Linked DNA regions of Zea mays: regions 1 and 3 are each linked to region 2. Evidence: chromatin contacts called from public Hi-C data. All regions are on one chromosome and are shown on one strand. The core of a region is the stretch at or near the end of the contact, and the rest is flanking DNA. Distances in the headings are between cores, read along the strand shown.

Region 1 (3,430 bases), core at 892-3,391, 130 kb after region 2:
GAAGGCTTAAGTCCATAATATCACCTTGTGGGGACACTCATGCATCCTAGCAAGTAGATTGCATATTTTCATTCAAATGTTTGTTAAATTTGCTTGCTTTGATTGTGTTGTCATCAATCACCAAAAAGGGAGAGATTGTAAGGAAAATGGACCCCAGTCCATTTGGCTCAAACAGTTTTGGTGTTTGATGATCAATATAACCTGTGGACTAATGTGTTAGCTAGTGTTTGTATTTATAGTTCATAGTATGCGAAGAGGATTGGACTAAGGCACTGAGGATGCAACACCTCAAAAGAAGACATAAAAAGAGATTAGAAGTCCAAGACTCAAGAACAAAAGAAGCCCAAGGAAATAGCGAAGAAATCTATGAAGTGGGCAGTCAGCCAACGCCCTGGTGGCGCACCGAACAGTGAATAGTACCCTGTCCGGTGTGCACCGGACTGTCTGCACAGAGGGACCCACAGACATGCACCCTTGGGCTGCAGCACTGGACTGTCCGGTGTGCACCGGAAAGTCTGGCAACGGTCGGATCCAACAGTCGACTGTTGTAGACCCCAACGGTTGGCTGACGTGGCCTGGGCACCAGACAGTGAACAATGCATGTCCGGTGCGCCCGTCAACAGAAAGCTGTTGCTTCTGTCCAACGGCTATAATTGTGGGGGGAGGCTATAAATACCCCCAACCGGGCATTTCAAGGTGTGGGAGCCCAAGCAACATACCAAGGCATATTGTAGACCTTCCCAAGTGCTCAAACACCCAAGTGCTTAATAGAATCACTCGGTGATTAGCGCAGGTGCTTTGCGAAGTGCTTAGGTTAGTTAGACTGCATTAGCGCTTACTCTAGGTGAATCCTAGTTAGTTGAGTGAGTTTAGAAAAACCACACAACCCATCGGCTCTTGCGTGAGCCGTTGTAATTGTACCGAGTGAGGTGAGAGTCTTACGAGACCGTGACAACCGAGTTTGTGTCACGGCCACCACCGTGTACCAGAGGAAACAAGGCCCGCCGCGTTTCGGCTAGAAGCTCGATAGTGGAGACGATGGGGAGCGTCCGAGAGGAGCCGGAAGCAGAGCACCACTTGCGTGTGGAGAAGGCTCGCGGCTCTCTACGTAGTTACTCGACCATGGTGCTTGGACCTCGCGTGAGCTACCCATTGCGTAGGGGCACCAACGAGGGTTAGTCGGAACCTTGCGTGGTTCCGGATACCTCGGTAAAAATTCGGACGTTATCCACGAGAGTTTGCATCTCTACCTTCCGCATTTATTTTAAGTATTTAAGTTTCAATCTTGTCTTTCTAGTTAGATTATTGAGATTGGAACTTAGGCTTTGCGGTAGAGATAGCGACACTTAGACAAAACCTAGTTTGTGCATTCTAGATTGTTTATTTGCATATGTTTTGTTCTAGGGATTTATTTGTGGCCTAGTTTAGAGAAAGTTTTAGAAGTCCTAATTCACCCCCCTCTTAGGCATCACCGTTTCCTACAGTCTTTTAATAATATTTCTCTATAAAGTATAAATAAAATAAATAGTGATGTTGAAACTTTGGTAGTTCAAAAGCTTGCAGTTAAAACTTTGAACTTGGGTTAAAATAGAAAACATAGAAAGATTATCAATTGTTTAGTTAGTAAAACTATTCATTATTGTGCCTAGGAACCATCTCTTAGTAGGAAATAAATCAGAACTTCTCGTACACATAAAACTATTTAGAAATAATGGTTAAAGAGTATTCGCTAAATGATTTAAAATAATATAATAGGAATATGTTTTCATATAATAACATCTTTTGTATATAGATTTCATGTTGAAAAACATTGGTTTAATGGATAAAATACAAACAATGAATAAACAAATAAATAAAATTAAATCTTGCATCATGTTGGTTTATTTTATTTGGTGCATTTAAATTGCTAAACCTAGATTTGAATTAGAGGTTCAAAATAGAGTTAGAAAGGAACATAGAAAATAAAAAAACAAAAAAGGGAAAAGGAAAAAGAAACACTTACCTGGGCCACACCCCCACTTCTGGCCCATAGGTGCGCAACACGACTAAACACAACCACCGCGTGACCCAAGCCTTGGCTCAGGATGACAGGCAGGACCCGCTCGTTGGTGTTTCATCCACTCCGCACTCTACACGTCTCAACGCCGTGTGGGGCCAGCTCCACAACATTTTATCAACCGTGTGCCTACTGCGTTCATGAAGCACCTCTCAACACCATGTGGGACCCGTCAGTCAGACTCATCCCTTTCCCTAGTGCCATCTTCTCTCTTTTTCCCTCGGTCGCTTTAATCCTAGGTGTACTGTTGAAGCCGGCCAACGAACTCGGCTACGAATATGCGGCGGAATCCACCTCCGTGGGTGGCACGACACCCGTGCCTATAAACATGAGCCCATATTGCCCCGCTTCCATCGATCTCGCGTGCACCGAGAATGTCATCACCGCTCGGGCAAGCAGTACTACTGTTGGGGACGATTCTTGCATACGACGCCATCGGGCCCTCGCGGTGAGGTAAAGGAGACATGATGGATCATGTCGTGTGGGGAAGGGACCTCCCGGGGCAGGATTGATGACGTTGCAGAGCCAAATGCCTCGTCGGAGTTCGAAACACATGGCCCTGCTACCCCTCGCCGTGACTTGGCCTTACAGCGCCACCCTCTCTAGTAAGACCCCCTCCCTCTAGTTCGTCGTACCTCGAGTATTCTTCTGCGTCATTCAGATTTGAATTTGGAACCCTAGAACACCGTGTCATGCCTCTCCGGCGAGGGCGCCGCCGTGCTCTGCAGTCGCAGGGTAGGTGATTTGGTGGCAATCGTCGATCGAGCGATGGATGGTTGAGATTAGAGCACTTCATACCGGTTCAAAGATTAGACCGGTGCTGTTAGATCAGGATCGGGCAGCCCCAGGACGATCTCGGCTATTTTAAATCTATACCGTATAGATTAGATCGGTCAGCTTCGGTCCATCCCACCTAATTGGCTGGGCTGCTTTTCTAAAAGAATCCCTAAAGTTTTGCATAATAAACCCTCCATCCGATCTAGTAGAAAGGAAAATAAATTTAGGACCTGAATTTTATACAGTAGACCCTGGACTTTTAGATTATGGTACCCGCCGTCAAGAAGGACGGTTATTTATAAAAAATATAGAAAGCTTAGAAAATTAATAACAAATTCGTTTTATCTCCGATTTAACTCGTTCCAGTTGTGTTAGCTTCGTAATAAAATTGTCTACACATCAAAAACATTATTTGTATCTTTCCACATAATTTTATAATTGAATACTTATTTAACTTATGTTAGTTGATTAATCATTCTTGTCAAAGTCAACTATAATTATAATCTCACTAAGATATGATCTCTACTCATGTTATAACTTAGATTAAAAGTGAATTAGTTATTTATTTAAAATATTTTTCTCACATGCTCTATATTG
Region 2 (3,368 bases), core at 192-2,691:
ACCTAAACAATCACTGCAATGGCTAGTCTAAACAGTCGTTGTGCATGACAAGTCCTATCCAAGCAAAAGTCATCTAAGGGTGCGACTGGATTAGCACAAGTGCATCACAACACCTAATGGTGTGAAGTCGTCCGAGAGACGCATGTTTGTATCCAAGCAAAAGACACCTAAGGGTGCAGGTGGATAAGCACAACAATTGCATCACAACACCTAAGGGTGCGAAGTTGTCCGAGAGACGCATGTTTTTATCCAAGCAAAAGCCACTTAAGGGTGCAGCTGGATTAGCATAACAAGTGCATCACGACACCTAATGGTGCGAAGTTATCTGAGAAATGCACTTTTATATCCTAGCAAAAGCCACCTAAGGGTGCAGCTGGATTAGTACAAGTGCATTACAACATCTAAGGACGTGAAGTCGTCCGAAACACACATTTTTCATCCAAGCAAGTCCCCAAGGGCGCAGCTGAGTCAGCATAACAAGTTCATTTTAATAGATTCTGTCAACAACGCAAGACACAACTTATTTCAAATACAAGGTGCACAATAAGCACAAAATGACTATTCAAATACAAAAGTTCCCATAGTCGTCCTTTTGCGAAGGGGGGGCGAGGGCAGCGTTTACGCTTGGATTCACCAAAGAACGACCATGTCCACACACATTTTACATAGGCTCCGCCTTCGGACAGATCTCCCTCTTCAAGACACTACCTGGCCGTCGGAGCAAGGATGATCCGGCAGGTCCCCTTCTCCAACCGTAGTCCCTCCCATGGACGAGACCTCTCCATTCCCATACGGCGACGCCTCCAGGGGACCCCATGTAACACCCCAAATTCTTATTTTGAGAATGTTATAAAACTCTCTAAAGGTGTTAGATTTAAAAGGTCATTAAAGAAATTTTCTAACCTTGAACTTACATCTTTGAAAACCAATATGGTTTTTAATAAAGATTTAATAAAAGGAATCTTTGGTGATCCCTTTGTTGAAAAATATGTTAATATCCTCTAAAGATAAATTTAACCTAAACACCCTTGTGATAGTAATCATACCTTAGAAATTACTTTCTCCTACGATAAGTGAATAATGATTTTAATGAACTTTTAGTTGAGCAATATATGGCAAGGAGTACTTGTTGCATATTTGAACCATTTACCTAAATGGATACAAACATAAAATAAAAATATTTTATTATATAATTGCATAACATGCTGGATTTATGATATGCATTAAGTTTGGAATTTGCAAACTCAAATTAGAGTTTAGTTTGAAACTTGTAAATTAAAACTGAAAATGGAAAATAAAATAGAAAAAGAAAAAGGGAAGTACCAGCGCTCTTGGGCTAAAACTACCCAGTCGGCCCAAATGGGCAATCCCACGCGTGACCCATTTCCGTGATCGGCGCATTTGGTGACTGCCAGGGCGGGCCCGCAATTCAGCCATCTCACGCACGCGTCTTCCGCAGCCTCTTACGTGTGGGCCCCACTTGTCATCTTCTTCAAATAGATGATGGACGCCATGGCCGGGGATCTCGCGACAGAACGCACGGACTCTTCCGGTTTCTTTGCCAACCGATGCCCAACCCTGGGTATATAACCGGGGCCGCGTCTTATGTGCTGGTAGGGGGAGCTTGCCGCGAGAACGAAGCATGAGACCATGGCGAGATTGGGAGAAAGAGAATCGGATGTCGCCGCCGCAGTCAAATCCCAGGTATGCTGCATCCAGTCCTTCAATTGGTAGCTGGGGACATTCTCTGCATACCCTGGGGTGCACCCATGGCCGTGTCGAGAAGAATCCGCTAACCAGGCTGGCACAATTTTCATCGGAGCTTTCCTTCGCCTTGGATCCACAGCTCATCATGATCGGGGTCGCCTGCACGACAGTAAGTGGTGAGAGCCCTCCCATCTGTCTCGCCTTCGTCTTCCCCGCGTGTAGCTCGTTGAGAAACATAGTTGGCGGTCCCCTGCTCGGGTCAGATTGGCTGCGGCCATGGCGCTGTCGTTGCCAGCCCACACCACTGCCTGTGCACGTGAGGTAGGTGATGGTGTCTGAACCGTTGGATCCTAAATCAGCGTCCGGATCGGATTGTGCGCGCGGATCAGCCCAGGGGGTATCGTCCGTTGGATTTAATCGAAGGGTCGTGGATGCCTCTCGTTGTCATTAGATCGTGTCCACGGAAGTCGTGATCGACGCTCGTGTTTGCATGCTGGTTCTTAACTATCAGATCAAACCCTGGTCGCCTGATGAAGATCTATCGGCTCAGATAAGCCCATACCTCTTCACCACGCGCTTTTCACAAAAATAGCCCTCGGGTTTGACTAAATCAACCCGTCATCCACTAGAACTCAAAGACAGTAACAGAAAGGTCCTGAAATTTATGAGTTGGACCCTGTGCTCTCTGGTATTTATGCCCGGTGTCCAAATAAATTCAGGATTAATAGAATAAACCAGAAAATGACTTTTAAAATAGGAATTAAGTCCTAAAATCTTTCTAAATTCATAACTTCTCTATTTTTACTCCTTTTTCACCCATTCCAGTTGCATTAGTCTCATATTAATATTGGTTATCACCTAGTAACTTTACATTGTTATGAAACCTAGGATAAAATTGTGCATTTAATTTATTTTGTACCCAACATTTAAATCTTCAGAAATTCATAACTCCTTAACCGTAACTCCGATTTTAGTAATTCTTGAACCCACATCCTCGTAGCATTGCGTAGAATATTCTTACGCTATTTGTTCTTATGTTTGGTGTGATGTTAATTTTGCCTGTACCATATTTGTTTGTATTGCTACGAAAAGCGGTGAGGTCACGAGAATCTGAAGATCAACCTGGTACCTAGAATCTCAAGTCCCAGGCAAGTTGTTCCCTTGATCACTCCTTTTTACCAAATAATGTTCGTTGTAAATCACTGTGACATGCTCAGGTTAATTTGATGGGACCTAATAGGTTTCCCTAGCATTGTTTATTCCCCACCATGCAAACAGATGAATTATTGGGTAGATTTGCTATTGCTCTACCTGGTTTTGGGAAACTAATGTTTTATTATGGTCATGTTCTAATTATGTTATTATTTAATTATTGTTCATGGTAAGATCATATTGTTAATTGGAATATGGAGAACCACCCCGGAAAACATTGCTACCACGAGGGTGGTATGGGACGCCCTTGGCTGACTAATTAGGAAAGCTAGTGGAGGACTACCTTACCCGAAACGAGCAAGGGCAGTAGGGAAGTTGCGTATAGGGAGGTTCTCGGGTCGATCATGCTGCGATGGCTTTTCGGACGAGGGATTCCTATATTGCCCTTCCTAGACTGTAGCGGGTTTTCTGAAGCTAGTGGAACTTTGTAAAGGCTTTGTAGTGGTACC
Region 3 (3,233 bases), core at 677-3,176, 250 kb after region 2:
GGTTTGATCCTACAGTCAACATCCCTCTGATACCACTTCTGTCACACTCGGGTTTTGGGGGCACCAAGACCCGGGCTCGAAATAATCACCAGGTGTGCTAGGACCAAGTCTCACACAAATGATGAATCATGGTACCGAAACGAATGTCACATCTTTACTATATAATAGGAGTTCTGTACAAAATAGATAAATAATTACATCATATGGAGACAACGATCCAGCAACCCAAAGTTGACTGGGAGACGATGGCCTAGACCTCTCACGAACTCATCACAGCATCCTTCATGCGCCTCATCCTGCGGTACATGTTCTTGACCTGAGGGGGGTGTGAGACAGCAAGAGTGAGCTCACATATATTCATCGCTCAACTAGTTGTAGGGAATAATGTTATGAACTCACCAAATGTGGGAGCTCATGTGAAGTGTAAGGCTTACCAAAGAGGATGGTTAAAGCTGAGCACTACTTTTAAAGTTGGTCAAAATTTTATTAGCAGTTGCTAAGTGTAAGTCCAAACCAAATAAGTAGTAGATCAAAATCTGATAACAACACCTGCGATGCAATGCATATGACAAATTGAATTTGGTTCCATAAATTAATCATGTGAGGGTCCGAGATGCTCATGATCGTGAGCATGACTGATATACCAGTTTTACACTATGCAGAGGTTGCACATCTTTACCCATAAGTCATGTTACCCATCTACCTAGGGATCGCGACTCCCATACGCCTCTACCAAGGAAGCGAGGCAGGGTAACACTATGAGGCCTTTTCAAAGTTCCACTAGATTTAGAAAACCCGTTACAGTTTCTAGGATGCTCCAATGTAGGGACCCCTCACCTGACCACCATCATAGCAAAATCAACCCAAGGGCCTCCCTACACTGACCACTCCCCTACTGCCCTTGCTCCTTTCGGGTAAGGTAGTCCTCCACTAGCTTTCCTAATTAGTCAGCCAAGGGCGTCGCATACCACCCTTGTGGTAGCACTGTTTTCCCGGGTGGTCGCTCCTTGTTCCAATTAACATAATGATCTTATCATGAATAGTAAATAACAAACTAATAATAGAAGTATGATCACGAATAATGTGTATCTCCATACCCAAAACTAGATAAAGTAATAGCAGGTACTACCCAAAAATTCAGTGCTAAAACAAGGTATAAATATAACCAAACTAGGGTAACCTATTGGGTCCCATCAAAATTAACCTATGTAGATCATTATGATTAATAAGAACATGACTGGGTAAAAAGAAGTGATCAAGAGCACAACTTGCCTGGGACTTGAGATTCCAGGTACCAACTTGCTCTCCAGGTGGCTCGTGACCTCAATGCTAAACGTAGCAATACAAACAAACATGGTATAGGCAAAATTAACATCACACCAAACATAAGTACAAACTGCATAATAATGATCTACGCGTCGTAACGAGATCATGGGCGCGAGAATCACTAAATTCGGAGCTATGATTTAAAAGATATGATTTTCTAAAGATTTAGGAGTCGGGTACAAAAGAAATTAAGTACATAATTTTTAATTTAAGTTTCATAGCAAAATAAATTTATCAGGAGATAAACAATATTAATATGAATTTATAGCAACTGGAATGGATCTATTTGGAGTTAAAATGGATTTAATATGAATTAAACAAGTTTCTAGATTTATTTTTACACTAAAAATTATTTTTTGTATTAACTTATCTCATTTATTCACAGTTTGGGTTGCGGCCACAATTATCCAGAATACTAGGGGGTCACATATGAATTTTAGGACCCAAATGCGCTAATCTTTCTATACCCGGGAATGGCCTGTTGGTTTTTCAAAAACTGAGGGTCCCATATGCAAAATAGGCACGGTGAAGGCGTAAGGAGCAACCAGAACCGTTGGATCAGACACGCACCACTCTGATTAGAATCGAATCGGTACGTGCTGTGGTACGTCATATCTCCATCCAACAGTTCTAGACCACCCACACCGAGATGCCATCGGATACATGCATTGACAGATCAACGTCCATGATTTTATTTAAGCCCATCGCGCTCATATCCATCCAAAACCGATCCAACGGACATGCGCTAATTGCCCTTATGACTAACCCTATCCATCGATGAGCCATCCAACGGATCCCACACTTCTCCTATCACCCGCCCCAATTACCGGACCGCTGCGCCGCCGCCTAGCCCGTGCGGCGGCTCCACCAGCGAGCAGCGCACTCAGCCCAGGAGCCCTATTTTCCCACCGGAATCAACCTACGCGCAGAACAGAGGAGAGGGAACTTCCAGGAGGCGACGACTCACCGAGAAGGAACTGCGACATAGCTGACCATGGGGCACGGCGGCCAGGCGGCAATTCCCAATACCGGCGAGCAATTCACGTGCGTACCGCGATCCTTTCAAGCTGATTTCCTTGCCAACACCTCCCCTAGCTCCCGGAGACGAGACCAGTCACGCACACAGGCGAGAGCAGCGATGGAATTGCAAATTCCACAGCGGCGGTGGCGGCGTAGATTCTAGCCTATGCCCCTGGTCCGGCGACCACTGATTTGGTGTGCGAGGATGAAGAGTAGCGTCAGCCAAGGATGGATATATATACACCCCGGAACCGGCTAGTTGGCGCATTGCGAGGCGCGACATCTAGGGGTTGTTCACGGAGAGAAATCCGGCGGCGGTTGTGTTTTTCTCGGAGTCGAGGTAGGAGATGCCCCCCCGGGCCAACGAGTCAGTATACGGTGAATGCCCTAAACAAGTGTATGGCCAGTTGGTCCCACCAGTCAATCGGAGGCGCTGCGAGGTGTGAACTTAACCCGAGCAGCTGACACATGGGGCCGTTCTGCAGTGACGCAGCGCAACCGCGTGCCTGACAGGCGAGCTCGCCTCCACAGCGCGAGTGGGCTGGCGCAGGGCGCCAAGTTGGGCTGAGGTCAGGTGAATCTAACCCAATCCTTTTCCTTTTCTTTTTCTTATTTTCTGTTTTATTTCAAATTTCAACCATTCAACTCAATTTCATCTTCTTATTTTGAACTTCCATTTTCGAAGTGCCAAAATTAATCCTACTAATTTCAATATTATAATTTTATTATTTTCCTTGTTATTTATTTATGGGAGGAATAAAGGGTTTCATTAAAATTCCCTTTCTCATTCTCTATCTTATGTTTTTTATTTAAAATTGGGGATCAAGTTTATGTGTTTCATAAAATGTATCACCCAAAAATTATCATCACGAGATCAACCATTCTTT

The links. A called contact is a pair of places that touch in the nucleus more often than the background predicts.
Region 1: a Hi-C map of tassel shows a contact between it and region 2, with 2.5 times the contacts expected there. The contact joins two enhancer-like sites. A contact is called at or near these places in 3 of 25 Hi-C or Micro-C datasets (bundle sheath, endosperm and tassel).
Region 3: a contact with region 2 is called in a Hi-C map of leaf, with 2.9 times the contacts expected there. The contact joins two enhancer-like sites. A contact is called at or near these places in 2 of 25 Hi-C or Micro-C datasets (endosperm and leaf).

The regions. Positions count from the first base shown.
Region 1 is chr2:130,793,275-130,796,704 of Zm-B73-REFERENCE-NAM-5.0, forward strand. No RefSeq gene overlaps it. Among protein-coding and RNA genes, the nearest start is that of LOC103646955, 55 kb to the right of the region's middle. Within about 2 kb of position 2,142, at least 18 of the 20 cell types and tissues checked have an H3K27ac peak or open chromatin away from gene starts, as enhancers often do. A contact at or near this core is called in bundle sheath, endosperm and tassel, where this site is marked.
Region 2 is chr2:130,659,725-130,663,092 of Zm-B73-REFERENCE-NAM-5.0, forward strand. No RefSeq gene overlaps it. Among protein-coding and RNA genes, the nearest start is that of LOC103646954, 66 kb to the left of the region's middle. Within about 2 kb of position 1,442, at least 18 of the 20 cell types and tissues checked have an H3K27ac peak or open chromatin away from gene starts, as enhancers often do. A contact at or near this core is called in bundle sheath, endosperm, leaf and 1 more, where this site is marked.
Region 3 is chr2:130,905,180-130,908,412 of Zm-B73-REFERENCE-NAM-5.0, forward strand. No RefSeq gene overlaps it. Among protein-coding and RNA genes, the nearest start is that of LOC103646955, 57 kb to the left of the region's middle. Within about 2 kb of position 1,927, at least 17 of the 20 cell types and tissues checked have an H3K27ac peak or open chromatin away from gene starts, as enhancers often do. A contact at or near this core is called in leaf, where this site is marked.